Regions from separate parts of the Ovis canadensis genome. Here region 2 is linked to region 1. Evidence: chromatin contacts called from public Hi-C data. All regions are on one chromosome and are shown on one strand. Each heading gives the region's core, a stretch centred on a gene start, on an enhancer-like site or on the middle of the called end of the contact. The rest is flanking DNA. Distances are from core to core; before and after follow the strand shown.

The links. Hi-C and Micro-C count contacts between places; a contact is called where the count stands out from the background.
Region 2: a contact with region 1 is called in a Hi-C map of fibroblasts, with 3 times the contacts expected there. The contact joins the promoter of JAG1 here to the enhancer-like site in region 1. A contact is called at or near these places in 2 of 2 Hi-C or Micro-C datasets (fibroblasts and lung).

What each region holds. Positions count from the first base shown.
Region 1 is chr13:19,012,182-19,014,881 of ARS-UI_OviCan_v2, reverse strand. All of the region lies in intron 2 of SLX4IP (SLX4 interacting protein), which reads right to left. Among named protein-coding and RNA genes, the nearest start is that of JAG1, 120 kb to the left of the region's middle. Within about 2 kb of position 1,286, the one cell type or tissue checked has open chromatin away from gene starts, as enhancers often do. A contact at or near this core is called in fibroblasts, where this site is marked.
Region 2 is chr13:19,132,253-19,134,952 of ARS-UI_OviCan_v2, reverse strand. It overlaps JAG1 (jagged canonical Notch ligand 1), which reads left to right and starts at 1,395. Exons shown (of 26, transcript XM_069547091.1): 1 at 1,395-2,011; 2 at 2,439-2,700. The coding sequence starts at 1,931.

The DNA of each region.
Region 1 (2,700 bases), core at 37-2,536:
TAAATGCATATGAATGAGATAAAGGACTGGTGCCCAAAATATGTAAAAACTACTCCTACAAATTGATGTTAAAAAAACAACTCAAGTTTGAACAGATACTTCATGACAAAGATAAACAACTGGTGAATAAGCACATGGAAAAGTGTCCAACATTATCATTCATCAAGTAAATGCAAATTAACACTCACTACCAAGTGGCACAACTACATTCCTAACACAGTGCCAGCAGGGATAAAGACTGGCGCGTGTCACACGTAGGTTAGGATGGGAGCGACCCACACTCACACACTGCTTGCTAGTGGAAACGGAAAATGGATCAACCACCTTGGCAAATGTTTGTCTGCTCCCTATAGTTAAACAAATTTATTTACCATCTGAGCCAGCAATTTTACGTCAGGTATTCATCTGCAAGACATGAAAATGTGCACACGGAGGCATGTATACAAATGTGCATGAAAGTTTTAATTTCGAGAGTCGAAATGGAAGACAACCCAGAAGTCTCTCACCAGGAGAATATATTAATACAAATTGTGATATATTTCAAAGCACTGACCGGCTCAACATGGAATGATCTCAGTAACACAGCGCTGAGCAAAGTGAGGCTAAAATGAGAACTGTATGGCTCCATTTATATGAAGTCCTAGGAAAACAAGTTTAAATCCATGGTCAAAATAATCAGCACAGTGACTGCCTGGGCAGAGACTGACTGGTGTGGTGGGGATGGGATTGTTCTGTCTTGTGACACAAGTAAAATCAGTTCATTTCACTGCACACATCAATAATACACCATTTTAAAAATACTGTGTAAAGATACATTCAAGTTTGTTGACAGTTACTTTAAATGCAAATATTATGTCCCTGAAAATGTGTGGGAATAAGTGAACTTTGGTCTGGGTCATAAATCGTGAAGTAAGATAAAAGATGGTCTCCCGCAATGTCAAACAGCACAGTGTTACCCACAGAATTACAGTTTAATGGCTTGCAATCAGCATTTTAAGGAAACAGAAATGGGATAAAAGCTATCAGTGTGTCACATGGTAAAGTTAAGTCTTGTTTTGTGAAACTTAAGTATGAGTGTACTGAGTTATGATATAAAGCCTAATTTTTACTGTGGGCTGTGGTCAAAAAGGTTTGAAAACCATATCCAAATATGTTCTTTTAAATGTTTCTTCTCTGTTATCAATCTAACCTTTAAGGAATATGCTGCCACCCGGTGGAGGTAGCATGCCACAACCGCAGGATCTCAGCTGGGGGCTATTAACCTTCACGCGACGTAGACCTCCTGGGTCGCGGCAAAGCTGATGAAACCTGCCCAGAAGAATGTTTTTAATGCTTGGAGACACAGTGCACATAACTAAACAGAAAACCAATTACACTGAAGTACAGTTATTCACGTTTTGAAAATTTGTGATACAGCAATGGATATACTTGCTCAATAAAGCACTGGCTATTACTATACTTTGGTCACCTGACACAGAGCCGACTCATGGGAAAAACACCCTGATGCTGGGAAAGATTGGGGGCAGGAGGAGAAGGGGACGACAGAGGATGAGACGGTTGGATGGCATCACCGACTCAATGGACTTAGGTCTGAGTAAACTCTGGGAGTTGGTGAAGGACGGGGAGGCCTGGCGTGCTGCAGTCCATGGGGTCGCAAAGAGTCGGACACAACCTAGCGACTGAACAGTAACAATCTATAAATCCAAAGCAGTGACGAACACATGATATTTTCAGATATCTGCCACAATTATAATATAATATGGGAAGAGCTGTGATTCCTAATGGTAACAGATACCACTAATACTACCGTCTTCTGAAAACTTCATTCATAATAAAAACAAAATTTATTAGAACTCAGTCAAAATAAGGATGTAACTTTTCTCCCATGGAAGCTCAGTGCCCTCTGAATCCTCTCATGGGCTGCCGGGGCTCCAGAGACCCCAGAACAAGAGCCCCTCCAAAGAGGGCAGACGTGCCTCACACATTCTACCCGGTCTCCTGTGAGCGTTCCGCCCGACTGCTCCATCAAGCTAAGTTCTCTGCTATCCCTTTGTCATCAGCAAGGATGATTTTCCAAAAAAAAAAAAAAAAAAAAGCGATGGTTTTATACACTGGAATATTACACAGCCATTAAAAAGAATGAGATAATGCCATCTGCAGCAACATGGATGGACCTGGAGAGTGCCATGCCGAGTGAAGTGAGTCAGACAGGGAAGGAGGACTATCATGAGATCCTTTATATGCGGAATCTAAAAAGAAATGATGCAAATAAGCTCACAAAACAGAGACGCACAGTCTTAGAGAAGGATCTTAAGGGTACCAGGGGATGGGGGTGAGGGATAGTCAGGGAGTTTGGGACAGACATGTGCACACTGTGATATTTAGAATGGCTAACTAACAAGGACCCACTGTATAGCACACAGAACTTTGCTCAATGTTATGTGGCAGCCTGGATGGAGAGGCGTTTGGGGGAGAATGAAGATATGTATATGTCTGGCTGAGTCTCTTTGCTGCTCACCTGAAATTATCACAACATTCTTAATTGAGTATACCCCAATACAAAATAAAACATTAAAAAAAAAGTGATGTTTCAACAACCTGATCTGATACTATGTAGTATCTTTCTAAAAAGAGCTGAATATAAAGGTCCAATTTGGTATTTTTTTCATCATTTGTGAAGGCTTCCCTGATAGCTCAGTT
Region 2 (2,700 bases), core at 146-2,645, 120 kb before region 1:
TGGAAATGTCCTTTCCAAAATATGGACTAGTTCTCTCACCAATGACCATCAAGATGGGACACATTATCATTAAAAAGCTGTTAAAATGCCAGTATTCCTAAACCGTTCTTGGTGATTCTGAACCAGTGTAAAGAGGTCAGTTAGCTGCCTTGTTTTATTTTCTAGCCTGATGAGAGCAAGTAGTGAAAATACTGTCCGTATCGACCCACCCACAAATAACCACAATTAACTATCCTTTTATTCTCTTTTAACACAGGAGCTTGGAAAATATTTTCCCTTGACCCTTGCAGCCCATCGTGGCCAACAGCTTCTGAGGGTTTGAGCCACGATCTGACTCCTAAATAGTCACGCTTTCCCGTAGAACGTACCCCACATAGGGGTCAAAACTTGGTGCACCTTTCAGGGGAAATCGATCTTTTCCCTAAAGAGATCCCCTCCAACACAGCAGCAGGTCCCCCCAGAAAGGGGCTGGTAGAGGCGTTGGGCAGGTTTCCTTTGACCTTGGTTGTGACCTCGAGTATCGCTGTTTCCACTGATACCCCAGAGAAGCCCAGTTGTGCTGCTGGGCGACGGCGGGGAGACAGTGTCTCCCAGGCTGGGCTCGGGCCACCCAGAGCGGCTCCGAGGCCGCCTACAGGTGCAATCCCGGCACTGCGTCCCGGGCGGCGGGGCGGGTAGGCGCGAGCCCCAGGGCTCCGGCCTCGCCGCCGGCCGCTCGCCGAGCCTGCGCGGGGTCCTCGCCCCCCTACCCCGCCGACCTCCCCGCCTCCGCCTCGGCGAGGTTGGAGAAGGAAGCCGGGGGCCCTCCCGGGCTCCGCAGACTCGGATTTGGGCGGCAGCGGGGCGCGGCCGAGGCTTCCCCTCGCCTCTGCGGCCAGCCCGGCTCCGGGAAAGTTTTCCCAAGTTCCCAGCAGCGCCGGCCCAGGTCGCCTCCGCGGGGCGAGCAGCCGGCGGCCCGCGCGCCAGCCCCGCCGCCGCCAGCCGCGCGCTCCGGGCGACGCGCTCGCTCGCTCTCGGGGAGCGGGCCCGGCGCCTGGGGCGAAGCCGCAGCTGACGCAGGCGGCTCGGAAGGCGGAAGCCGCCCCGCTCCGACCGCTCCGCAGCGCCGCGGCGCCTACACCCCGACGTGCAGCCCGCGGCTCACTGCCCAGAGCGCCCGAGGGGGCGGTCTGCGCGGGGCCCGCGCGCCCCCGAACAACAGAGCCTTCACGTCCCCTAGCGCTCCGCCCGCTCCCGCCAGGCCCGAACGCCCGCAGGTTGGGGGGGGTCTCCACCGGCACCAAGCACCCGCGCCGCCCCGCGCGTCGCGGAGCCCCCGGGCCCTTCCCCGTTCCCCCCAGCGCCGGGGGCGTGGCGCTGGTGGGCACGCCCCTCATGAATATGAACGGGCGCATGCGCCGGCCCCGCGCGCTGGGTAGAGGTGGCTAGCCCGGGCCGCGGCTCCCAGACCGGCTCCCTGAGTCCCTCTCCGAGAGCCGGGCGGGCGGGCGGGCACGCGTCATTGTGCTACCTGCGGCTGGTCCGCGAGCTGGGCTCTGGCTTTTTTTTTTTCTTCCTCCCCTCCCTCCCTCCTCTTCAAGCAGCTGATCCGAAAGGGAATAAAAGGCTGCGCATAATCATAATAATAAAAGAAGAGGAGCTCGAGAGAAGGAAAGAAAGCCAGGAGGTGGAAGAGGAGGGGGAGCGCCTCAAAGAAGCCGTCAGAATAATAAAAGGAGGCCGGGCTCTTTGCCTTCTGGAACGGGCCGCTCTTGAAAGGGCTTTTGAAAAGTGGTGTTGTTTTCCAGTCGTGCATGCTCCAATCGGCGGAGTATATTAGAGCCGGGACGCGGCGGCCGCAGGGGCAGCGGCGACGGCAGCACCGGCGGCAGCACCAGCGCGAGCAGCAGCGGCGGCGGCGTCCCGAGTGCCCGCGGCGCGCAGCGCAGCGATGCGGTCCCCACGGACGCGCGGCCGGCCCGGGCGCCCCCTGAGCCTCCTGCTCGCCCTGCTCTGCGCCCTGCGAGCCAAGGTAGGAGCCCGCCGGGCCTCCCTCCCCGGCCCGCCCTCTCCTTCCCCTCGCGGCTGTCCTGGACGCCTGCGGTTGAGCGTCTGGAGCGGGCTTCGGAGCCCGGGGCTCCGGCTCCCGCCTGGGCCCCTACGCCCGGTAGGCTGCCCCTGGACCAGGGGGACCCCCGGGCTCCCTAATGTACCCTCCAGGCTAGGTAGAACGCGCGTTCGCGCTGCTCCTGTTCCCAGGGGACCGTCGTGTCGGATTGTTCCCACACTCGAGCCTCTTAAGCCCGGGAATCGCGTTGAGTCCTTGCACCCAGTTTTGCAAAATGAGTTTCACTTGGCGCCAAGGGCTCGTCGGGGAGGGCGGGGAGGGAGTAGCCGCTTCCACCCTCGAAGAAAACAACTTTCCCCTGCGCTGACCTCTCTCCCTCCCTCGCCGGCAGGTGTGCGGGGCCTCCGGGCAGTTCGAGCTGGAGATCCTATCTATGGAGAACGTGAACGGGGAGCTTCAGAACGGGAACTGCTGCGGCGGCTCCCGGAACCCGGGGGACCGCAAGTGCTCCCGCGACGAGTGTGACACGTACTTCAAAGTGTGCCTCAAGGAGTACCAGTCGCGCGTCACGGCCGGGGGGCCATGCAGCTTCGGCTCGGGGTCCACGCCTGTCATCGGGGGCAACACCTTCGACCTCAAAGCCAGTCGCGGCA